Regions from separate parts of the Sus scrofa genome. Here regions 1, 2 and 4 are each linked to region 3. The links are chromatin contacts, called in public Hi-C and targeted proximity ligation maps. All regions are on one chromosome and are shown on one strand. The core of a region is the stretch at or near the end of the contact, and the rest is flanking DNA. Distances in the headings are between cores, read along the strand shown. Region 1 overlaps C5H12orf66 (UPF0536 protein C12orf66 homolog). Region 2 holds the start of C5H12orf66 (UPF0536 protein C12orf66 homolog). Region 3 holds the start of SRGAP1 (SLIT-ROBO Rho GTPase-activating protein 1). Region 4 overlaps XPOT (exportin-T).

Region 1 (3,143 bases), core at 135-2,634, 360 kb before region 3:
GGTTTGAGATCTGGTGTATTTTTCTGATTCTTTGAGTGTCTTATTAGACTACACACACCACCCATGTTTTAGCTTCCCTATCTTGAAGGATGTTGATTATAAAATGCCGGTGATAAAAAAAGAAAAAAACCCAATACATTGTCTTATTGTCATGTGAATAACTACATCCTATTTAATCACTTGGTAATCAGTTTCTATCTTATAATCTCCATCCTAGTATGGGCTCTCTTAATTTTAATCCCTTGTTTAAATAGATTTTTAAAAACTCTAGATTTACTTGTGGTGGTTTTTTTCTCCCCAACTGTTTAATTGATAACCAGCATTTGTCTCTTCAACAGAGGCCAAAACAGCTGTGTAAGAATCTTCTGTCTCACTGACAGTGAAGCAATTAACTTACCTGGGCTCAGGCCTGGAAATCTCTCCCATGGTGCCTGGGGCATAAGCTATGCTCAGGAAGGGCTGGATCTTGCCCACATCTTTAAAATGAGGTCACTTGCTAAAATGATTCCTGAAACCTCTGCAGGTGCCTTGGAACTTGAGAAAGTGTCTAAGAGCTTCACGTAGGCTCCTTGAGAAGGAGAGTGCATCAGGCCAGGCTGACACTGAAACTCCCTGGATATTTCTCAGCAGAAAAAGATGAACAGGAAAGTTCTAAGTGGTCCTTACAGAGAGGATTCTCCTTAACCATTCCATCTCATTGTCACAGAACTTCATTTAGATCATAAACTACAGAGGGAATCCAGGAAGCAGAAACTAGGGTTCAAATCTTAACGTGGTCAGTTACCACATTTACCGAATTTCTACTATGTTCCGTATGTTTGAGAGATAAAGGAGTGAAGGCATAGGTAGCTTTTACTTCCCCTCAGAAGGAGCTCAAAGCAAGGGTGACCTTATGTCCCAGTTTGTCATGGAGTTCCCAGAATAAATAAGAAAGATTTGTAGCTAATTCAGCTTCTTTGTATTTGTAAAGAAGGTAGCCACCATTGTCTTTCTCTCTTTTTAATGTCAGGCTATTTCCATGGGAAACTATTATGATGCTGACACAATTCTGAGATGAAGTTATGTCAGTACAACCCTTTAAATAAATCAACATAGAATCCTTCCATCTTTCCTTCCCCTGCCCCCAGACAATATTATTTGTCTGACTGCGTTGTGGGTTTTTCCTTTATTGAGGATAGAAGATGTCTTCGCGGAGTCACATTTCCACTTCTTTCTATTTATTTCCCTCCCCACCTCTAGATTTCACCACCCTATCCTCAGTCCCCTGGAAAGCAGTTTCCAGCTGGAGGTCGATGTCCTGAGTCACCTCCTGAAGGCCCAGGCTCAGGTCTCCGAGTGGAAGTTCCTGCCGTCTCTGGTTAACTTACACAGCGCTCACACCAAGCTGCAGACCTGGGGCCAGATCTTTGAAAAGCAGCGGGAGACCAAGAAACATCTGTTTGGAGGGCAGTCTCAGAAGGCCGTTCAGCCTCCACACCTTTTCCTTTGGCTGATGAAACTGAAAAACATGCTTCTTGCCAAATTTAGCTTTTACTTTCACGAGGCACTGAGCCGACAAACGACTGCCTCAGAAATGAAAACGCTGACTGCGAAAGCCAATCCAGATCTCTTTGGCAAGATTTCCAGCTTCATCCGGAAATACGATGCTGCCAACGTGTCCTTAATCTTTGACAACCGAGGTTCGGAGAGCTTCCAGGGTCACGGCTACCACCACCCCCATTCCTACAGAGAGGCTCCGAAGGGCGTGGATCAGTATCCGGCCGTGGTGTCTCTGCCCAGCGACCGGCCTGTCATGCACTGGCCCAATGTCATCATGATCATGACAGACCGCACATCCGACCTAAACAGCTTGGAGAAAGTGGTCCACTTCTACGATGACAAAGTCCAGAGCACCTACTTCCTCACCCGTCCAGAACCTCACTTCACCATCGTTGTCATTTTCGAGTCAAAGAAATCCGAAAGAGATTCCCACTTCATTTCCTTCCTGAGCGAGATCTCCCTTGCCCTTAAGAACCCCAAGGTTTTTGCAGGTCTGAAACCGGGATCCAAAGGTTAGCAGGTGCTTTGTGTGAAGGGTTTTAAGACTGGAAATTGCGTTCTTAATTGCTCTCACCAGCTGCAGGGGTCCGTGGTTTGAGTTGCCATCCATTCCTGCTTCTTTCAGAGCTAAATTAGAGACAGAGCCTCCCTAATTGTGTTGCGCACGCTATAAGCAATTAAGGCCAACTGCGTTAGGTATCCAAAGAGTAACCTAGGAAGTGAACGTGGCTGCTGAGTCTCCGTGGTACAGCAAGGTACTCTCGGCGTTTTCTCCCGTTTTCCTGTATTTCATGTAGACTGAATATTTATTGGCCCTTGATTTTTCTCTCCAGATGTTTTATATTGTTTTAAACATTGCGTTCCAATGCAATTCCAAATGCCCTCTCCTCCCCCTCCCTTGATGAGTAATCAGGATATGATATAAAATGGCTTTTTTTTTTTTTTAGAGTCAAGGACGGTTTTCTATTTGTAAATTAGCACATTAACATGAAATTATAAGTTTTATGATTCTGATCATAAAACAATTTAATATTTTTGATGCCCAAATTAAGGTCTTGGTGAGAAATTTCTGTCAGTTATTGATTTTTTTTTTTTTTTTTTTGGTCTTTTTAGGGCCGCTCCCACTGCATATGGAGGTTCCCCAAGATAGGGGCCTAATCGGAGCTGTTGCTGCCAGCCTACACCACAGCCACAGCAACGCAGGATCTGAGCCACATCTGAGATCTACACCACAGCTCACGGCAACGCCGGATCCTTAATCCACTGAGTGAGGACAAGGATTGAACCCGCAACCTCATGGTTTCTAGTCGGATTTGTTTCTGCTCTGCCACAACGGGAACTTCTCTGTCAGTTATTGAAATCAAAGGTGAATCACAGTGGCAGCACAGCATCAGTTTTTAACAGTTCCAAAGAGCCTCGTGGCAACTTTACTGCCATGAGTTGTTTGGGGGTGATCTACACACCTGGCTGCATTTGTATTTACCCTTATAAAATTTGAAAATTCCATTCTGTTTTAAAGTCAGCAGAAGCCATGAAGTGAGGTTTCTTCATTCCTCAGCATGTTAGCTGCTTGGCTCTCTGTTTATCACCTTCCTGCTGAAATG
Region 2 (3,255 bases), core at 405-2,904, 380 kb before region 3:
GGCCTCATTCAGCCTCCATGGCCTTCCCTGAGTTACAAGGGACAGGTTCAGACAGTTGCTTATCAGGGAAGAAAGGGGATGCAAAGACAATGGAGGAAGAGTCAAGCAACAAAAGGACAGCCTTGGGGCAGAATCCTGGTTCCGTCTCAAGGGATATACATATATATATATAAAATGATGCAGGCATCTTACACACCTAAGAGAAAAGTTATATTCCTTATGCTTCTTTTAGAAATGAAGACTTTAAAATTGAAGAGTTTAGAGTCCTTCCTTGTCTTTCTCCCTGGCTTAATTGCACTCTGAACCCAACTACCCTGAGCATGTCTGTGTGTTAAAGATTATTGGCACACGGTTTTTCAGGAAATTCCTGTGTTTGTTCTAATCTCTGATCAATATCCCTTTTTGCAAGTACTGTTATTCTAGGCAATAACTCAGAAGACCACCATCACGATCATGCTGAGATCTCCTGATGCCAGCTTTGATGACTAAGATTCCCCCTAAGAAAGAAGAATGCGTGTCTGCCCCAATCCTGATTCCTATCTAAAAACCTTTCTCATTTTTACTATAAAACTCCCTTCCCAAAGGAGGGCAGTCTTTAAGGCATTAGCCTGATGTGGCCTCCTTTGCCTGGCAAAGCAATAAAAGCTATTTTTTTTTCTCCTTCACCAAAAACTCTTGTCTCGAGTCTCTATTTGGCACTGACAGAGGCCAAAATTGCAGCAACAGTATCACAGTAAAAGAGTTTATCTTAATTATATTCTTAACAGCAAGGAACATGTATACTATATGTTCACTAAAATCCTATTATGGCGTTTGCATTAACAGGTAATGATGGCATAACAGATTTCATTTAACAAAAAAGAAAAAAAAATAGGCAATTCCTTCATTTGTCCAACAAACATCATTGTGTCAGCCATGATGAAAAGATTACAAAGGTGGATGAACCCTAGATTCTGCTTTAGGGAGTTCACCACTTAGTAGGAAAAAGAAACACGCAAATACATGTGATTAAATACAACATGACTAAACGGCATAAAATAAATAAGCATGTACAAGGAAAGAGAAAGGTAAAAACTGCGAACTCTGCGAGCGGTGGGGAGTGTTTCAGGTAGAGGACCTATCTATGAGCCGAGTTTACGGTGTTTCCTAAACGTCAGAGGGATTTGTAATTAATCTTAGTGACAAAGTATCAATTCAGATCCTTTAACAGACGTTACATTAATGTAACCCTCATGATGATAACTCTTTAAGGAAGCCTAATAGTGTGGGAAGAATGGCCAAGCTTAAGGAGCAGCTCTGCTTGTAAGCCCTTTCGTTAGCACGACTCCGAGATGACTACAACAAATGGAACCAAGGCGAACATTAACCACCACGTGTGACTGGATGAAAATCAGACAAGGGGATAAATTTACCCACGTGGGGCTTCTAATCTAGAAACCACTTAATGGAGTTGGATTAAAAACAATGAGGACTACAGACTTGTTTTTGTGAAAGCCAGCACAATTCCAAACTCGCGTCTCGCATTCTCGCTTCGCGTATCACCGGCCTGCGGAGCCCCGGCCAGATGTTAAGAACTACTGACGTCACGGAAACGTGACGTCATAGGCACTGACGCAGTCTTGCAGGGAGGGGCTTCTCAGCTCACCTCAGAACGCCGTCAGCTCCACAGAGCAGCGAGTTGGCAGCCTCGCGCTCTGGCCTGAGGGTCCGAATAATCAGAGCTGCGGGAACGAAGCGCAGAAGTCACTCAAGAGATGAGGAGTGGCCACCTCTCTCTCGCCTCGGCCCTTAACAGAGTTTCTCTCTAAAGCCCAGGCGGCAGCGCGCTCACGAACCCGCCGCTTGCGGCGGTCACGCGCACGCACGCTAGTGCGCACGTTCCCTGAGAACCCGGAAGTGCGAGGGAGAGGAGAGCCACGTGGGTGGAGCTGGAGCGCAGTTCGCATGGGGGAGTCTATCCCGCTGGCCGCCCCGGTCCCGGTGGAACAGGCGGTGCTGGAGACGTTCTTCTCTCACCTGGGTATCTTCTCTTACGACAAGGCCAAGGACAATGTGGAGAAGGAACGGGAGGCCAACAAGAGCGCGGGGGGCAGCTGGCTGTCGCTGCTGGCGGCCTTGGCCCACCTGGCTGCGGCCGAGAAGGTCTATCACAGCCTCACCTACCTGGGGCAGAAACTAGGTACCTCCGCCCCGCCCCCTATGCCCCTTGAGGAGGAAAGAAAGGGAATATATTCCCCGATCGGCAGTGGCTTGGGTTCCCTGTGTCTGTCACTCCTAGCCGCAGGCTCAACTCGGCACTTCCAGGTCTCCTCCCACGAATCCCTTCCTTCCCTCGGCTTCCACAAACCCCGCCCACCGGCCTCCGCTGCAGATAGATTGGCGGATTGGGTGGATGCTCTTTGCAAGGCTGTGCTCCAAACCGATGGCTGTATCCATTTTATTCATGCATGGATTGGTGCCATAAATGAGAAGTTAAACAAACTCTGTGCCCTCGCTCTTCTAACCAGTGACAATGCGGTCAGGGGAGCAAAAGTTGGCAGTACAACCTAATTAGAGTTAATGAACACTATTGTCTATCCTCTTAAGGTTAAGTCCCCGGAGAGTTGTAAGTGGAATCCTAACCCCTCTTTGTAGATCTTCAATAAATATTTAATGAATGAAGAAATAAATGAATACTGGGCAGGAACGGCAAGAGATATGCCTAACACTAGCATGAAGGGCCTTACAGGGAAAATGGCAAACATTCTTATCATCCCGTGATAAATCTTGCCCCTGGAAATAAGATGAGCTTATTCAGCAGATTTTCACTAGTAGAACCAATTAGTATGAGTAGATCAGAAGGAAATAATGTAAATGACGGCCAAGGGTTATACATACAAAAATTACTATTTATAATTACCAATATTATGAATCCCAGAGCTTTTAGAGTTGTTTTGGTTCTTTGGCCTATTTTCGGCCCTTGAATATCAGAGGCACAGGGTCTGGTGTGAATGAAGGACACATATATACAGTATAAAATTAGAAATGTACAATCGAGTGCTGATTCCATTTCGAGGCGCCCCCTCCCCCCTCAGTTTCCTCATATTGCCTGAAGGTGACTATGTACATCTAGCTTTAAGTAAACACTCAAGGAGCAGGGCTTTCTGAGATCTTAACTTTGCTGTAGTTTTTCGATTAACTTGTTTTTTGGTATTTTGACTTATTGGCCAAAACTGGCGAAATAGTTTCACCTTGTGCATCTTTCCTCCCCTTTTA
Region 3 (3,624 bases), core at 61-2,560:
GATTGCTCGGCTTAAGGTTGTTAAGTTAAAGCCAGGTTTACCCTATTGGAGCTGCGCGCTGGCAGCTGGGGAAAGCCACCCAGTTTCCAGCTCCCCGTGGGTTTGACGGGACTAGGATTGCGACTGGGATTGGCTTGCACGAAGCCCCGGGTGGCTCAACCAGGCACCCTAGCTGTCCCTCACAACCTTCCTCCAACGCAGACCCCAAGTTAGAAATGCAACTCCCAGAGCACAATGACAAGAAAGCACACAAAAGGAGCAGGGCAGCCGCTCCCATTCTTACCTTTGACTTGACTTTCATACTCGGCTATGATCTCTTTGTCCTTTTTGAATCTGCTCGGAGTGGACATTATCCAGCTGTTACTGGGTTTGCTTTCAATGGGCAAGTTCTGTTAGGGGGTCACAGATCAGTCTCCTTGGAGAGGCAGAGTTGTACTCCCACACGCAGTGAACCCAGAGGCAGCACCGACAGGAGGGAAAGGAGGAGGAAGAAGAGGAGGAGGAAAAAAAAGGAGCGAGCCGAGGACTAGATTAACCCAGGCGCTGGCACCATACTCTCCGGATCCAGCTGCCGTCGGTGATGCGGAGGGGAGCCCAGGGCTCGGGGCCGGGGAGGCCTGGTGCGCCGGCAAACTCCGGCGAGCGAGTGGCAGGGGGCGTCTCCCTGCCCACCCCACCCGGAGCTGGCCACTTCCTCTACCACCGCTGGGCGGACGCGGGGATCGCGCCGGCGCTCCGCACCATTGTTAGCAACCCGCACGGGGAGCGCCGGGCAGGGTCAGTCCAGGAGGGCGGGCGCCGCGACCCTCCCTTCTTGCTCCAGCCACCGACTCCGGCGCTCAGGGGTCCCGCCCGGACTAGGGATGTTGCTGCCGGGGCCGCTGCTCCTCCGTGGGCACACACGGCTGCTACTGCCCCGGGCAGGCAAGAGGAATCGCGATCCGAAAGCAAGTCCCAGCGCTGGCCGCGAGGGCGGCTGCCGCGCCTAAAGAACACGTCCTGGTCGCAGCCCCGGCGGAGTTTGTGCCTCCACCGCCGGCGTTAACGCGGGGCCTCTGCCTCCTGGGCCACCGTGCGCCGAGGCTGCCTCTTTCTCCTCGTCCCCCTTTCCGCTGCTGCCCCCAGGAGGCCGCCGGCGACAGGCACACTCGCACACGCACCCGGTGGAGCCGCGCCCCCGGGGCGGCTGCGAAGTTGCCGGCGCTCTCACGGCCCCGCGGCTCCTGGGCGTTCCGGGAGCGAGCTACGGGCGGCAGCGACCCGGGCGGCCGGACGGCGCTCGGCGAGGTGGGGCAGGGCTCGCGGGAGGGGTGGGCTCAGCCACACGTTCCCTTCTCCGCCCTCGCCCCCGCCCGGCTCGGTGAGGAAGCGCCGCGCTCGTCCGGGAAGATGGATGCCTCTTGTGGCCAACCGCAGCCCGGGCCTGCGCGCGGAGCCCGGCGGCCGTGGGCGACGCCCCCAGCGCCTCCCGGGGCTGTGCAGCCTGCACAGCTGGAAAACCCCTCCTGACCAGGCGGGTTGTCTTCGGCCGCCGGTCGGAGCTGTAGTGGGGCTCTTTTCAGAGTCCGGTGGGGAGATCCAGATTTGGATGTCTCCACGAAAGAAAGATGTCACTCGAAGATGTCACCAAACCCAGCAGAAACCCTGGAGTCTATTGTGAACGTCTTGGCTGTTAAGAATCAAGGAAGGGCGAAGCTCTTTGATCTGGGCGGAGAAAAATCATGATCATATTCTCCCTATCTTGGGGGAAGGGGGTGGTTACGATGGCAGGAAAGGTGTGGTGGGGGAACAGGTCACGCTTAGGATGTCATTAGGTTTTGAAGGGACCTTTCCTTCTCAAATATTATGAGCCTGATATATCAAAGTGCTGTGTCCAAAGGCGTGTCCAGTATCAGATGTTTTCCCTGTGAGATCTAAAGAGTGAAGGGACTTTGAGACTTTCATCATTCATTCATGAGACAACATTTTGAGTTCTTACAGCAAGCCAAAAATCAAGCTAAGAGCTAGGGATTCAGAGAGTAGAACCCTGCCCTAAAGAGTCTCACGATCTACAGTTGTATAAATGAGTAATTACAGATGGTACAATAATGCTGTAGGGGAGCTCACTACTCTGGGAGCCCTGAGGAAACTGGGACCGCATAAGAGGTTTGAGAAGAAAGGCTTCCCAGCGAAATGGTATTTGAACTGAATTTAAAGGATGAGTAGGACGTAGGTTTTCACCTTAGGGAAAGGGTCGCATTCTCAGGAGAAGCAGCAGCATCCTTCTCTGGGGGAGTTTGAAATGAGCTGCAAGACCTCTTCCTCTAAAATACCAGATGGGGGAGTTGCCGTCCTGGCTCAGCAGAAATGAATCTAACATCCATGAGGACGCAGGTTGCATCCCTGGCCTCACTCAGTGGGTTAAGGATCCGGCATTGCCCTGAGCTATGGTGTAAGTGGATGACGAGGTGCAGGCCAGTGGCTACAGCTTCGATTTGACCCCTGGGAACCTCCATATGCCGAGGGTGTGCCCCTGACAAGATAAAAAAAGACAAACAAATAAAATACCAGATTGGGAGTTCCTGCTGTGCCGCAGTGCATTAAGAATCCCACTGTAGCACCTTGGGCTACTGTGGAGCTTCGGGTTGGTGCAGTGTGCTGCAGCAGCTGCTGTGGCTCAGGTGGACCTTCCATATGCCACGGATGTGGCCTTAAAAAAAAAAGAAAGAAAATAAAAAAATACCAGATCCCTGACAGGCGATGACAGATGTTTTACTTTATATCAACAGGAGAGAATGTAAGGAAACAATAAAAAATTATTTGTTCCTTTCCATTTTGCCACAGAGGAGGTTAGCTACAGAATTCTCGATTGCCCTAATTTCATGTGGCGCTGTCTTAGGTAAGAGTGTAGGGTGAAGAGCCAGAATATCCAAAGCAGAGGCTGAGAAGGAAGGTGAGGGCCAACTGAGAGAGCCAAGCTCTTGGACACAATTCTGCAGACAGCAGGGAGCCTTTTAAGTAGAGAAGTGTCATGATCATATGCATGTTTTATAAAGATAACTGTTGGCAGGATGGAAGGATGAGTTGGCCATGGGGCTAGAGAGACCAGAGACAAGACACTCACCTTGGTGATAATTGTAGTCAAATCTAAATGTGATTCATATCATCCATCCACGGGCTACTGGAATTTACTTCATATTTGTGCCTGAGAAATACACCTTGGCAACGGAGAATGCAGCCCCTGAAAATGAATCATTGGCTGAGTCTAGACCTAGATCACTGTAGTACTTATGCGCTCCAAAGACAGGGTGCCCAGAGATCAATCCTGGGTCTGCTGCTTCCTCAGTGAGCTATTAAAAATTACTGCATCTCTGCCAGCCTCAATGTCCTTCTCTGTAAAATGGGTTAATGCCTAGTTCCTCGGAATATCATAAGTACTTACCAAGATAATCCTTTAAAAGTTCTTATACCAGACCATTGTACCTATCCAGTGACTGTTAGTTATCTTTGTTACTTTTATCTTAGTCTTGATCTTCTTTGAGAGAAAGCTATTTAAACAATGGAGACAGCATATTAATTATCTTTGGCTTTATCATGATGCCCAGTAAACTGTCAATAAATTTTTGAATGTTAATGTCTCAATAA
Region 4 (3,361 bases), core at 731-3,230, 410 kb before region 3:
GGGTGAAAAATGCTAGCAGTCTTGTGGGTTAGACTGACTCTCCCACTGCCAGTAAGTGCATATGTATGGATGTGGCCAGTGTGAAAATTCTTGTTTTTAAAACTCTCTGTTTTGTTTCTTTTTATGATTTGCAGGTATTTTATTCACATGCCAGCCTTGGAAAAAAGGCTTCCATTATGTTACCCTATTACCCAACCTACCACTCAACTTTTTCATGAAGTTCTGAAACTGGTTGAACAGAAACAATATCTGAAATGTTAATGAGTATAAAATGTTGATTGGGAGTCAATATTTATGAGAAACATTTTTGATTCATTATCTGGCTATTCCTGCATCCTATAAACAAAGATTTTATTTGAAGCTTCCATCAATATCTCTCTCAGAGAAGTTTTTAATCTGCTACAAAAAAAAAGTTTAAATACACTGACATACATAATGTGGTGCTAAAGATGCGCATTTTTCTAAGAGAAAAGGTTTCTGAACACCTAAAAACTTTCTAGACATGAAGGAAACAGAAACCCACGAAGAGCAAATGTAGAAAGTGCACCCTGATGAGTTTTGTTGGTATAATAATGGTGAGTGGCAGGAAGTTTCTGAAACATCCCAAGATAAACTGTTGTGGGGAGTATAAATTACCACGTGATCACATTAGAGAAATGCTGGGCAACTGGATGACATCCCCCTTCTTCACCTGTAAGAAATTCTAGTGACATAAGTATTCATGGATGAGTGAGCAGGAGAACCCAGCCACAGCTACAGGGAAGGCCAGTTCCTCATTTATCACAGGGAAGGATGCTGGGGCTTTCTTGTCAAACTAAATGTATTCCCTCCGTCTCAGGCACCTGGAGGGTAACGTGAGCAGTCTTGTAGACTGACTATGAAAGAGAAACGGTCTATGAGCAGTTATAGCTCTTCCAGTTATTTTGAAAAACGTCTTCACTATTTCCTAGGGCAGTGCTCTAACTTAACCCAACAAAACCCTTAACTGTGGCCCCACTGTTAAGCTACTGAATTTGGGCTTCTCAGAATTTAGGAACTAGGCCCTCCATTCAACTTGAAGGAGGATCAAAGAAAAATCCACAGCCCAAGCAAGCGCTCGCAAGCCGGATGTGCCTGTGCGATGCCGTAGAGAGAGAATTCAACTCACTAAGGACATCTTGTTTCTGGTTGTGGCTTAGCTACTAGCCAGCTGGTTGACCTGGAAAGTCGGGTCTCCTTTCGGAGCTTCCTCTGCTACATGGAAGGACAGGATTAGATGTTCTGTAGATTTTCTTCCAGCTCTAACATTCTCTGCCTGTGATGAGACACTAATGTTAAACACTCTGTAACAGGGGGGTGTGTTCCTCTGCTAGTCTTGCCCAGTGGGTTATTTCACATTGATTCCAAATAATCCTGCTTTCTTTGGACTAACCATTTCCATCTCGGCTGCTACCAGCCTTGCCCAGAAAGTGTCCAGTCTTCTCCACTAAGCCAGGACTACAAGTCTTCTACTCTCCAATCTGCGGGCAGAAAGGGGAGCAAAATGGTGTTTATGAGTGTCCTGGGCTGTTAGATAAGGGATTTATTCCCAAGGGATGGTTAATCAGAAGAACAGAAAAAGATTCTTAAGACAAAGGTGAGCAACACTTCAAACCGGACAAATAATGGACTGTCTACTGTTGAGTATGGAGCCTGTGGATGAATCACAGGATCAACTCAGCTCTGGCTCAGCTTCTCGGCAGTGCCCTGGCTGGGCTAGTGGCAGTGAGGCTCTGGAGAGGGCTTGGGGCTTCTTTGCCATGTGCTTTCCTATGCATGTTGCCTCTTCTCTCTCACTCTTCTCTTCACTCTGAGAGCATACTTTATCTCACCTCTGGAAGCAAAAGCCCCATCCAAATGTACCTGACTCTTTCCACATAGGGCTTAGTCAGTAGCTTTTTTGAAAGCTAGTGGTTGAATATTTGTTGTCCTGATTTTCTTATGACACATGGCTATTCATCTGCACAGTCTGGGAGAAGAGGGAAAACCCAGAAATGAATACTTGGAAGGTTATCCTGCCGCAGTTCTTTCCTACTATGTGTTTTTTGCATTGTTGCCAAAGCCAAGAAAACCATTAAATAATCCATCTCTATTAGTGGTCAAACACATGTGATTAACTAACTATTGACCTCAACCACCGAATAATTATTTTTCAGGGAAACTAACTGTAGAAAAATTGTGAACAGGAAAACCACGGGTGACCTTTTAAGAATACAAAGAATCACCAAAAATGCCAGCGCACACAGCCAGTTTTCAGTTTAGAGATTCTAAACTCTGAGCACTTTGATACTATAAGCATTGCCACTTACCACCTCCACTAAGAGTAAAGTCGTAGTAATGAGCTCTGTCATTAACATATGTGTTGAGGTTAAATAGTTGGTTGAAATTCCAGATCTGCACTAGTTTTGGACCTTGGGAAATTACTTAACATCTCTAAGCTTTAGTCAAAACAAAGCTATAGCCTGAGTAATTAAAAAACAAACAAACAAAAAAAACCCAAAGCTATAGCCTACCTCATAGGGTTGTTAGAATTAAATGAAAAAGTGTTGGTAAAGCACGTAGCATGGTAATGTGGGAAGCAGTAAGGATTCAGTACTTATTATTAAAATACTGTCAAAGCTGCCTGAGAACCTCGAGATTCCTAAGTATTACCCTTATTTATTTTATTTTATTTTTTGTCTTTTTGCTATTTCTTTGGGCCGCTCCCGTGGCATATGGAGGTTCCCAGGCTAGGGGTCCAATCGGAGCTCTAGCTGCCAGCCTACGCCAGAGCCACAGCAACGCGGGATCTGAGCCGAGTCTGCAACCTACACCACAGCTCACGGCAACGCCGGATCCTTAACCCACTGAGCGAGGCCAGGGACCGAACCCACAACCTCAAGGTTCCTGGTCGGATTCGTTAACCACTGCGCCACGACGGGAACTCCACCCTTATTTTTTGAACCAATTTGGGGATTAGCTACTACACTCGGCACCTAATCCATGTAGGATTGATGAACAGATCCATGTGGTTATTAAACTGAAAATTCAGTTTTCCATTAGCAGGAGTGACAAGTGACTATTTCTACCTTGCACCACCACGAAGGACTGTTGACTCTGACATTCCCAATACAAGAGCTGTGTGGGAAATATTCTTCCCAAGGGGGGACAGGAAGTTTTTTTAGTCATGTAAACTTTTTTTTTTTTTTAACCTTTGACTTAAATAGCTAATTACTAACTGATCAAACAGACTTAGCCATTCTGTCCTTATGCAGTTCCTAATTGATTCACAGGTAGTGTTAGGATAAGTAAATGAAGACTTTCTTCATTTTACTGAAATCTAGATAATCTAGAAACTATGCAA

Evidence for each region. A called contact is a pair of places that touch in the nucleus more often than the background predicts.
Region 1: a targeted proximity ligation map of skeletal muscle shows a contact between it and region 3, with 15 times the contacts expected there. A contact is called at or near these places in 1 of 5 promoter capture datasets (liver), 11 of 47 Hi-C or Micro-C datasets (alveolar macrophages, brain, embryonic fibroblasts and 7 more) and 2 of 2 datasets of targeted methods (alveolar macrophages and skeletal muscle).
Region 2: a contact with region 3 is called in a targeted proximity ligation map of alveolar macrophages. A contact is called at or near these places in 2 of 47 Hi-C or Micro-C datasets (embryonic fibroblasts and heart right ventricle) and 2 of 2 datasets of targeted methods (alveolar macrophages and skeletal muscle).
Region 4: a contact with region 3 is called in a Hi-C map of embryonic fibroblasts, with 3 times the contacts expected there. A contact is called at or near these places in 2 of 5 promoter capture datasets (fetal skeletal muscle and liver), 29 of 47 Hi-C or Micro-C datasets (adipocytes, adipose tissue, alveolar macrophages and 18 more) and 2 of 2 datasets of targeted methods (alveolar macrophages and skeletal muscle).

What each region holds. Positions count from the first base shown.
Region 1 is chr5:28,658,577-28,661,719 of Sscrofa11.1, reverse strand. C5H12orf66 (UPF0536 protein C12orf66 homolog) reads left to right here. Exons shown (of 3, transcript XM_003126348.4): 3 at 1,240-3,143. The coding sequence ends at 2,056. Among named protein-coding and RNA genes, the nearest start is that of XPOT, 19 kb to the left of the region's middle.
Region 2 is chr5:28,677,494-28,680,748 of Sscrofa11.1, reverse strand. C5H12orf66 (UPF0536 protein C12orf66 homolog) reads left to right here and starts at 1,654. Exons shown (of 3, transcript XM_003126348.4): 1 at 1,654-2,179. The coding sequence starts at 1,945. It overlaps XPOT (exportin-T), which reads right to left and starts at 1,778. Exons shown (of 29, transcript XM_021091942.1): 1 at 1,646-1,778.
Region 3 is chr5:28,298,641-28,302,264 of Sscrofa11.1, reverse strand. SRGAP1 (SLIT-ROBO Rho GTPase-activating protein 1) reads right to left here and starts at 1,310. Exons shown (of 22, transcript XM_021091938.1): 1 at 284-1,310. The coding sequence starts at 350.
Region 4 is chr5:28,713,365-28,716,725 of Sscrofa11.1, reverse strand. The region is part of intron 2 of XPOT (exportin-T); the gene reads right to left. C5H12orf56 reads left to right here. Exons shown (of 13, transcript XM_013997692.2): 13 at 135-360. The coding sequence ends at 261. Among named protein-coding and RNA genes, the nearest start is that of C5H12orf66, 36 kb to the right of the region's middle.